Linked DNA regions of Hordeum vulgare: region 2 is linked to region 1. Evidence: chromatin contacts called from public Hi-C data. All regions are on one chromosome and are shown on one strand. The core of a region is the stretch at or near the end of the contact, and the rest is flanking DNA. Distances in the headings are between cores, read along the strand shown.

Evidence for each region. A called contact is a pair of places that touch in the nucleus more often than the background predicts.
Region 2: a Hi-C map of seedling shows a contact between it and region 1, with 2.7 times the contacts expected there. The contact joins the promoter of LOC123446867 here to the enhancer-like site in region 1. A contact is called at or near these places in 3 of 6 Hi-C or Micro-C datasets (leaf and seedling) and 1 of 1 datasets of contacts at active chromatin or transcription factors (embryo).

The regions. Positions count from the first base shown.
Region 1 is chr1H:476,106,805-476,112,136 of MorexV3_pseudomolecules_assembly, forward strand. No RefSeq gene overlaps it. Among protein-coding and RNA genes, the nearest start is that of LOC123422333, 45 kb to the left of the region's middle. Within about 2 kb of position 2,782, at least 3 of the 3 cell types and tissues checked have open chromatin away from gene starts, as enhancers often do. A contact at or near this core is called in leaf and seedling, where this site is marked.
Region 2 is chr1H:476,259,302-476,264,720 of MorexV3_pseudomolecules_assembly, forward strand. It overlaps LOC123446867 (probable pectinesterase 53), which reads right to left and starts at 1,750. Exons shown (of 5, transcript XM_045123410.1): 1 at 1,173-1,750; 2 at 869-1,058; 3 at 564-770. The coding sequence starts at 1,621. It overlaps LOC123446851 (protein cereblon-like), which reads right to left. Exons shown (of 9, transcript XM_045123400.1): 7 at 4,452-4,657; 8 at 3,945-4,108; 9 at 3,325-3,836. The coding sequence ends at 3,680.

The DNA of each region.
Region 1 (5,332 bases), core at 1,532-4,031:
TTGTTTTATTTTTTTCTTTCAGTTTATATTCTCCATTTTCCTTTCCTTTCATTTCCGCGAACCAAATTGAAATTGTGAAAAAAGTTGTGAAATACGCAATTATTTTAAATAATAATAAACATATTCTGAAATAGTTAATATTTTTCAAATTTCCAAACAATTTGCAAAATTATGAACATTTTTTTAGCAAATTTGTAAAGATTATTTTGGAATTGTGGTCATTTTTGGAATCGATGAACATTTTCCTAATTTTGGGAACATATTGTCATATTCAGGAACAATTTTGAGTGTTTGATGAACAATGTTGTAAAAAATATGGGAACAATTTATGGGATTCTCAACTTTTTCCACATCATGATTTATTTAATGAACATTTTCTAATATAAAAAATATGAAAATCATGTAAGTTTTCTGAATTCTCTATGAGGGAGGATATGAGGGCGGCCCGAGCACGTCCGTCACGTCGGTTTGGCCCAGCCTCGCCAACCCCGACCCCATAAATATCATCATTCGAGAAACCCTATGTATCGTTCAATTCAAAGTCCACTCCACTCTTGTCTCCGTCCATTCCACTTCTAATCCCCCCCTCCGATCCGATGGCCGGCAACGGAAGTAGAAGTGTCTCCTACGGAGAATCCGATGCTTCGACCATTGATGTGGAGGAGCTCGCCCTCTGCGCCGCCGTTAGGAGGTCGCTTCTCGAGCAAGGCGGGCCCGGCGGATCTTCCTCGACGCTTTTGCCCATCAACGCAGTGTCGACGACGTCTCCGACCATTCTCACCCGACGTGTTGCCTCGGCAACTCCACTGCGCTTTTTCAGGTATGTCGCCCATCACGACCACCCTCTGGTCCAGAACTGGTGCTGGACCACTGTTGGGTCCTCATGCCCGCGCCGGGGCTGGAGCGCACGAGGACGTCCGAGTCCGAGGCACGCGCAGGCCGACATGAGCGCCAGCGAGCGGAGGAGAGGGGGGAGGCGATGTCCATAGGCCGTTCGCGCGCGAGCGCACCCGTCGATCCCGGGAACGTGCTCCTCACAACGATCCTCCGCCGCTCTCTCATGACTGCGGAGGCGGACGTATGGCGCCTCCGTCGCAATAATGCCAAGACGTTTCGACTCGTCATCGAATTGTCGGAGCGCGAGGAAAATTAGGAGGCAACGGCAAAGGCGAAGGCGGCCCACCATGCGATGGTGCAGAATCGCGTGCTCCGCGGGTTGTCGGGCATGAGGTGTAGCTCCGACTCCGACTTGATGGACGGCTCCACCTCCCACTATGAGGACGACATACCTCCGCACGTCGACGCCTAGACGGAGGATGGGCACAGCCGCCACGACGCATAGAAAGGGAAGAGGTCGACGAGGAAATGGCAATTTCTTCCGCTCTTCCACGCTTTGTTCATATTATAAGTTTGTTTTAAGTAGTCTGTAGTATGGATTTGCCGTTAAACTTCGATGAACTATGCTCATTTTGTCCGCCAATGCAATATGATCCATGAGAGCATCTATAGCCGGACATTGCAAATATGACCCCCTAAACACCCGCGGACACGCCCGGTCACTCTATTTGTCTGTCTGCGCAGCCTCACTCCTCATTTTTTTTCATCATATTTCCGGTCACTTGCACGTGATTGACGGAGAGAAAGAGAGAAAAATAATAAAATGAATAAAGAAAACAAAAAGGTGATCCATGCCGCGTCCTATGTGGCGGACTGCCCGGGCGCGTCCACGAGCCCTCATATCCTCCTCATATTAGAGATGGATATGAAGGTTCGCGGACAGCGCAGACGTATAGGGATGCTATGAGAGGTCCGGTTGTGTCACTTTTTTCTTCTCGCTCCTGTTCGGTCACTGATCAGGTGCGTCCGCGGACATATGAAGGGTCATTTGAAACGTCCGGCTATAGATGCTCTAAACTACGTATTGATCTAGTTTTACATACCATTGTATGAGTTGCATGGTTTGAGGGTTTAGATATGAGAGATGCGTATGTGAAAGCCAACAATGAGACTTGCTGAGTCAGTGATAGCGGACACGTCCGACCGTGTTGGCGGGCGTTTAAAGGCCTGAATTTGTTATCCAACCGTGTTCGCGAGCGTTTAAAGACTTGAATTTGTTATGTTTGACTGTAGGTACTCTGATGATCCTTTATTCTCGTCTCAGTTCTTTAGCATCGTAGTATATGCTAAAAAGAAGGTGTCTTTAGCATCGGGACCGAACAAAGCGGTAGAGGCAGTGGCGTCACACCGCGACGCCTACGTGTTTAGCCCGGCAAAGCGGACAGCAGTAAACTCCATGGCATAGCAATACTAGCTAGGTCCAAGCTTGTCTCACGACATACCCCTTGTCGCCATTTAAGCCCATCATGCCCTGCAGCTGCATCGCCGCTCGTCGCCATAGATTGTGTGGTGCCACCCCAAACCCACGTAGAGTACGTAGGAAATTTAATAACGGTCGCAGAACTGAGTAATGTATCAACGTGCTCGCCTATATGAGCCCTGCTCGCTAGCCCGGGCGGAGGCACTTGAACGCGGCGCGGAGTACCACGTAGTGGTAGTAGACTGGAGTACTTCCGTTTCGTTCGTTGGATGCGCATGCATTGCGCCCGCGCCGGGTCGGTCGATTCGATTCGATTCGGCCCGGCCCGGCCCATCGCCCCACCCAACAAACGGGCAACGGACAGAGCACCAGGCCTAAACGGACGAAGGGGTCTTGTAGTGGGGCTCGATCGATCGCGGTGGGGGACCCCCTCGCTCGGCTCTAGAACTGAGAGGAAATGAAGGGCGCATCACGCGTGACACCGATTTGCAGGGGCAGCACCGCACCGCGGCAGAACAGGTGTTGACCGACCCGGCCATGCCTGCCTCGGTGTCACCGGCCACACAAAGCCATTATTAATTGCGGAAACCGGCAGGGATCTCGTACGTATCCTCGCCTTGATTGCGCCTTTCGTTCGCCCCTCCTTGCGTACCGGTACGGTCTTCGATCGCTGCCGGAGCAGGAGCCGCGGCTCCGGCGTCAATTCTCGTCTGCATCGAGGGAGCGACCGAGCGAGCGCCTGTGTTGGGCGCACGCAGCTCTCCCCGCCCGGACTGTCGGCCGGCACCGAAAGCGGGCGGCTCGTCCGTAGTAGCAGTAATTAGGATCGTCGCCGGAGGAGTGTACCGGCGCACCGCTTTGGTTTCCTTGGCCGCTACGCGTTGATGCGTGGAGAGAGGGAGATCGATCCGTGCGTGCGTACGGTCCGCACCAGATCCTGGAGCCGGTGCTCTCGCCGTGCGGCGCGTACGTACTTTTTCCCTACGTACCGTGCGGAACCGAATCCCTCTACGGACTACGGGTCTACCAGTCTACCCCAACCTTCCCCGGTATGTAAAGTGTATGTATTCGTCGTGGGTTTGTGAAGAGACATACTACGTACAGTAGACAACTTCTCCTACGCTGTGGCCGGTGGGATCCAGCACCGGAGATCATCCCATCCGGTTTGAAAACTTTATTTATTCCTCCGGTCACGACGGCTCGACGGCGACGGCGACGGCGACGGATGGCGTCATCGGGCCGTGTTGGGAGCCGGGCGTACGCAGCGCGTGGCGTTAAATAATTATGTTGCGCCCGTACTTTACTCGCAGCCCCATTGAAATTTGGCACGGCTTGCGTCACGCGCGCGTCCGCGTCGCTCCCCGGAAGGGGGGCCCAGGTGTTTCTGTTTCGCGTATTGTAATGTGAATAATCATCGTCGGTTGCGCGGGGCACGTGAGCGCGGTGGTTAACGATGGGATGGATACTTGGCCCCGTTGCGTGTTCCGTGTAGATTAAATACCCGTGCTTCCCGTACTCCTTGTATGAAACATTGAATATCTAATCCATGGTTAAACGTAGCACCAAGCACCAACACTCTCCTAGTCAAAAAAAAAGCACCAACACTCGCGACCAATCCTTACTTGAATGATCATCAGGACAATGGTATATCAGCAAATTTAAGTTATAAACTTAAAGTTGATGCTCATATTTTTTGAATTTATTTCAGACTTTCCAACGATATGCGTTTAATGGGACGAAGCATTTCCGTCGATAAAGAAGGCATCTATGATGAAATCGTCAAATCTTTAGATGATATGACGATTCAGTCTCTTGAAGATGTTCATAGAAGTATGATGTATGTGTGTGTGTTTATAGAGGTGAGTGTATATTCATGTGTTTGATCGACTTTGATATTACTGTGTTAAAAAAGTCTTGTAGGATAGAAAGTATGTCTAGAGAGGGTGATTAGACTACTTAACAAGATAAAAAAAATAGCATTTTTTCCAATTTTAGTTGAGGTGCAGATTTGGCTGTTATGACAAGTCAAGTACACCCTACCACTAGTGGGGACGGGGCCTTTAGCCCCGGCCCGTAAGGGGCTTTAAAGGGGCGGGACTAAAGGCCTAACCTTTAGTCCCGACCCTTTTACAAGCCGGGTCTAAAGGTGCTCCACGTGGACGCCCCACGGGCAGGACTTTTAGTCCCGGTTCGTTACACGGGCCGGGACTAAAGATTTTCAGATTTTGCTTATTTTCGGGTTTTTTTAATGAAATTATTTTTGGGTTTTAGGGTTTTAGGGTTTAGGTGTTCGGGAGATTAACGTGATGCCTCGTTTGGTGTTCGGGAATTAGTTTTCATATAATTTAAATAGAAATAATTATGCATATATATATAAGGTTAACTTATCTTACAAGCGAGCATATATATATACAATTATATGGAGATCTGAATTATCGGGACTAGAGCCCGTCTATTTGATTACATGGACGAACATCAGTAATGGCCCCTAGCTACACTAAATCGTCCTTTGTCATCTATAGCTTCCGTCCTCAGAAAGGTAACAAGCTCCTCTGCAACAGCAATCGTGCGTTGCTCTGGTAGGACCTTCGTCGTCATGGCCGTGTGCTATATAAGAAGAGGAGATGAATATGAATATCAATCATGATAACAAAGAATGACGGATAAAAATAGAGGTGTGAATGTTCATTGCTTACGTCGAATCTGTGATCCTTGTGCTCAGAGGTAAACGTGTGAATGGTCTCGCAAACATAGTATCCGCATAGATGCGTTCCCCATGGCTGCTGGTCGCACTTTACGAGAATAGAATATATATAATCAAAATAATAATCTAGCATCATAAATGTATTGAAAATAGAAGTATATCATACTACTACTTACCTGAGCCGCTCTAAAGGTCAACTTCTCATGCTCGATACCGGGAGTCACGCACTTGAACCGCTTCCAAACCCTGCCCGATAAGGATAATGATTTGCTAAGTTTTTCATTAATTGATATATTAGAAAATCATCGAAA
Region 2 (5,419 bases), core at 500-2,999, 150 kb after region 1:
CTCACCTGCACTGCATGGCGGCATGGCCACCGCGCCACGGGCGGCACGGCCCGGGACTAACTCAGCGGTGGCTGCACTGCCACAGAACGAGATCGTGTCTGGCCCAGAACGAGGGTTGCCGGTGGGACAAGATTTGTCACGGGTGCTACGATTCCGTTCCTGGAATGCGCGCACTGGCAGGAACATTATCTGTTTCCTTGTTTTTTCAACAGTATGACCGACCGACCCGTCGTGCATGGAGGGCTCTTGTACGTACGTACGTACGCGACTCTATGCAGGACACTGGTAGTGGTAGGCCATGCACGCTCGAGCTGGATGCTCTGCCCGTCAGAGAGCCGCGGCCCAGCCCCGGCGGGTACCGACATGACACCACCTCTTTGTGGCTGCACGCAGGGTTCAACCGCACGTACAGCCGACACACTGACACGTCAGGTGGGTGGAGCAAAGATGCTCTGCTGACTTGACTCGCAGGTGCTAATTAAGCTTGCCTGTGAAATCTAGAGAGATAGGAGTAGATGTTTTTTGCAATGGCAGGGGAGGCAGAGGAGCAGACGAGGGTGCACCTCGTAGAGGGAGAGGGCGTTGCCGAAGATGAAGTCGACGGAGCCCTCGATGTAGCAGTCCTTGTAGTAGTGGCGGCCCAGGTGGTCATACAGCGTGTCCTGCGCGCCCAGGAAGTTGCACCCCACGAACGCCGCGTTGTCCGCCGATATCCGCAGCGCCACCCCTTGCTTCCCCAGCGCGCCCGCCCGAGGCACCGGCGCCGTGTTCTGCAGCACAATCCCATCCAAATCAATCAATCAATCAACCAGTGTCGTCGAGCCTTGGGTCGACGAGTGAGTACAGATACAGTACGCACGGCACTTACCTTGAAGGTGATGTTCTTGGCGACGAAGAACTGCGAGTTGACGGCGAAGGTGGCGGAGGCGAAGGTGCCGAAGGGGCGGCCCCATGGCCCGGCCGTGTCCGCCGTGTCGCCCCACTGCACCACCGTCCGGTCCGCGCCCGCGCCCTCCACCGTCACGAACGCGCGCAGCGGCGAGATGCTCACCTTCTCCCTGCATTACATTTACACGGGCCATGCACTCTCACCGTCAGTCAGACGCCGAGCACCGACGACTAGAACGATCGATGGGCAAGTATACGATATGTTGGTCAGGTCACGCACGTACGTGTAGGTGCCGGCATTGACCTTGATGACGACGCGAGCGAGGTTGATGATCGGGAGCGAGTCGACGGCGCCCTGTATGGTGCTGAAGTCGCCGGCCCCGGGCGTCCTGTCCACGACGATCGTGCGCGTCGTGGGGAGCAGCGCGCGGTTGAGCGCCCGCTGGAACACGCTGTGTTCGAGCGCGCCCATGAAATGCACCCACCGCGTGAACCGCCGCTCGATCGTCTCCACCGCCGTCGCGTTCGCCGGGTAGGGCCTCGCCGCCGCAGCAGCAGCCTTCCCCGGCCTCAGGCCCTTGGTGTGCCTGTGCTCCACGCGCCCGCGCCCGTGCCCGTGCCGGCCGGCGTCCACGTCGCCCGGCCCGGCCAGCAGCAGCAGCGCCAACAGCACCACAACGCACGCCAGCCACCTCGCCCGCGACGACGGCGAGGACGAGGACGACGCTGCCATCGCCGCGACAATGCGCTGCGAGTACGCCGCCAGTGGCAACAGTGGAGGGGCGCTGTTGCGGTGGTCACTCACCGGCAGCTAGCTAGGTATGCTACAATGGGGCTGTGTCTGCGTGTGTCAGGTATAATTGGGGAGCGGGGGGGGGGGGGGGGGGGGGGATTTAAGGAGATCACGGGCGTCCTGTTCCGAGGGAACGATGGAATGACACAGCTCACGAGCACGAGCAAGAGCACGAGCAGAGGCCGCTGTTCGTGTGTGTTGGCTCTAGTGTGGGCGTGGGCGTGCGCGCGCATCTAGCAGAGCGGCGCTTGTGCGGTGCGGCTACGGCGGTACATGCATGCACCACATGCTCGGCCACATGCATGTGCGTTCGTCTTCGTCTTCCCCTTGGCCTCGGTCTCCCACTGTCCTATCGGGAAAGGCAAACCAACCTTGCAGTTGCAGTTCTACTTACGGTGGCTAAATCGCGACCCCGTGGTTTACTCTGTCTTGAGCACTGTTTCCTTGTACCCTGGTTCCATTCCGCGGCGGCATAACGACCTCCGACTTGACTCTCGTGGGTGACGACCAGTGCTAGAAACAACCTTTTTTTTATAAGGGCATCTTCAACAGAGGCTCAAAACACAGCTTGGGACGATAAAAATCCTCATTTTTTTTTTGTCGGACAACTTCAACAGAGCCTGTAAAATACTACGCGTGTTAAAAAGTTTTAGGCATGTATTAAAAACGTCATCGCGTGCAGTAAATTTGGGATGCCGGATCACGCACGCTTTACAATTTACACCGCGTATTTTTTTGGACGTGTGTTTTTGAGCGTCTGAACAAGCAATGCTGGTCTCACGGAATAAAATCGTTACAGTAGTGCGCTAAAACTTTTATTGAGCGTGAAAGAAAAACAGTATTTTCTGAAAGCGGATTTGCCGGCATTTCTATTTCCGGGAAGATAAAATAATGGTCTCTCCCGTCCGTCGACTACCGAGTCGCATGCGCATCGCAAAGCCATGAAAGTCGCACGGGAATGAGTACGCAATCGAGCAGTTCAGCATGCTCACCATCAAGTACCGCCTCCACCATCCTCGCAGCTTTAAACAGTTATATACAAATATCCATACTTCATATACTCGTACCGGTGTACACATCATGGAAGGACAGGCAGGTAATCTGTAAATGCAATCGACATATACAGACGCAGAGAAGCGCACATTCTCTGTCAGTGTTGGCTTCCCCTCCCGTCTGGTACGCCGATGCCCCTCTCCTAGTGTCAGCTTGTGCTGCTGCCATGGCCCATCCTTCTTCCGCCACCCGTGATCGCCAGGTCTCTCTCGCTTTTACGGAAGGCGGTATTGAAATACCGGCCAACTCGCTACCGGTTCCACGGATACTGGCTGGAGCAAACCGACAGTACGCTCCATACGCGTTGCTGCTCGCCACTCGTGCTAGCTCAGCTGGGCCGACCGACGACCCTGCTGCCTCCTGCTCGGTGCTAGTACTGCTAACCATGGCGATGGAGTAAATTGTGGAGCTACCACTCATTCTCAGGGGCTCAGGGCCACTTTCCCACTCTACCGCTACTCTACTGCATTACCGTACCGTATAGGGTATGGCAACTGAACCTTTCTACTTTCTTCTCCACAAAGCCGCACTCTCACACAGATCTACAAAGAGAACCGGATTTCCAGGCATCATTTCAGAGGGAGGTGGAATTTTCTTAACTTTCAACACAACATTCCATTTACCCCAACACTTTTCACAGTAACATGCTTTGTTTAGCATTCGGAAACTTATTACTCGGTCTAGGTGCATACCACCTGCATCTAAGGTATTTCTCTGTAACGGAGCACGGATACACGACACTACACACAGCACACCCAGGAAAGAGGGTGGTCAGTCTCCCAGGAACTTCAATGAAGGTGAACGGCGGGTATATATGGGGCTAGGCTAAAAATGAGAGCGTGACAAGGATAGCACATGCGCCACGCTCTCAGTCTAGGTTCTAAGTCTGCGGAAACGGGGAAAAGGCACAATTCAGAAAGGGTTTGCTGTACATGGAGAGCGGCATCATTCTTCCTGTTGTTGTCCTGCATCTACAATATCGGCGATCTGGCAGCTGCGGATCCCCCAGAAGAATTTCGGATGCAGATACCTCTTGGTGGCAGTGAACAGCCAGCCTATGTTGGAGTCGCAGGAAGAGCACGATGCGATAGTCCAGGCGTATCTGGATAGCAAGATAATGTGCTTATGAGTTATTCTCACATTCGAAGATTGTAGAATAAAACATGGAGGCGGCTGGGAGATAGACAAGGAGTCAAGAAAAAGGTCATACCCTGGAAACCAGCTGTGTTCCTCTGTGGGATCCCCCTCAATATCAAGCCCTGTTGCGTTGTTCACAGTGATCGTCGCGTGCACATACCCATGATTGTTGACATAAGTACCAAGAGGCCCATCGCTAGACATCACCACCACGTCGCTATGCTTTGCTATTTCGGACTAGCATAATTAACATACATGTCAGCACAGAGTAATAGCCATAATCGTGAAATTCTTCGATTTAGCTATACAAGAAGCAACTTGGTTTTACATTAATGCCATTACTCATCAAGCAGCTGCAACAGGCTACATCACCCAAGGATACGTCCAGTATCTGAGTGCAACTTTTGACAAAGCCTTGTTGCAAAATAACATGTTAATCTAGCACGCTGTGATACAGGTGATCTAAAGAAGCTATCTATGATGGAAGCAACAGACCAGACTACTGAACCTGGATGTACGTCAAGGTATCAGCACCGATCAACTAGTTAAAATATCACCTCCAGATACAGTAGATTGTTACCTTGCAGTATCCACATTTTATGAGATCACAGGCCTTTAGAAGCTGGATCTCCTTTCGAAGGCGATACGAAACCCCATTAATCTCCAGCAATTTTTGTCTCACAGGTTCTGATACTGGAAGTTGGTTTCCGATGTAAAATGACAAAAGATCTGGTTTTCTTACAAGCTCATCAACGTTTGGTGTTTTAATTATCAGTCTCCACAAATCTGCAACAAAGGGATGGTATAACAAAAATAACCAACTGAATATCGCAAACATACCTAAGGATTTGCAGACTTATAGTTTATTTACTTTAGTGAGAAGATGTTACACAGGGCAAAGTTGGTGTTCTGGTAAGGATTCAATGAAATATGTAGGGCATGTTTGGTTGGTATACTAAGGTTGCCTCACCACAAGTTAGGCAAGTTTGACTGAGGCAAAGTTGGTATTCTGGTAAGGATTCAATGAAATATGTAGGGCATGTTTGGTTGGTACACTAAGGTTGCCACACTTTGCCACACCACAAGTTAGGCCTTGTTCGGTTAATCCTCCTCCCAAGGGGATTGGAGAGGATTGGAGGGGATTTTGACTTGTTAGGGATTTAATCCCCTCAATCCCTGTCAAATCCCTTTCACTTCCCTCTCAACCGAACAAAGCCTTAGGGAAGTGTGACTGAGGAAGCCCCCGTCTGGCTAACAGTCACACTTGTGGCAAGATTCTTCTCCTATAATTTAGGTCCCACGTGTCATTGATTCAGAACAGTGTGGCAAGGTTACCTCAAGTATGGCGAAGTGTGCCGCAGATTTTAATCGCCTAACCTGGGGCATGTATGGCAAATGTTGGCAAACTTAGGGGCTGTTTGGTTCTAGGCCTTGCATTGCCACACTTTGCCACACATTTTCGCCAAACTTGCCTAAGGTTAGTTCAAGAAATGTGATGTGATGTGGGGCCCTAGTGTGGCAAAACACATTTTCGCCAAACTTTGCCAC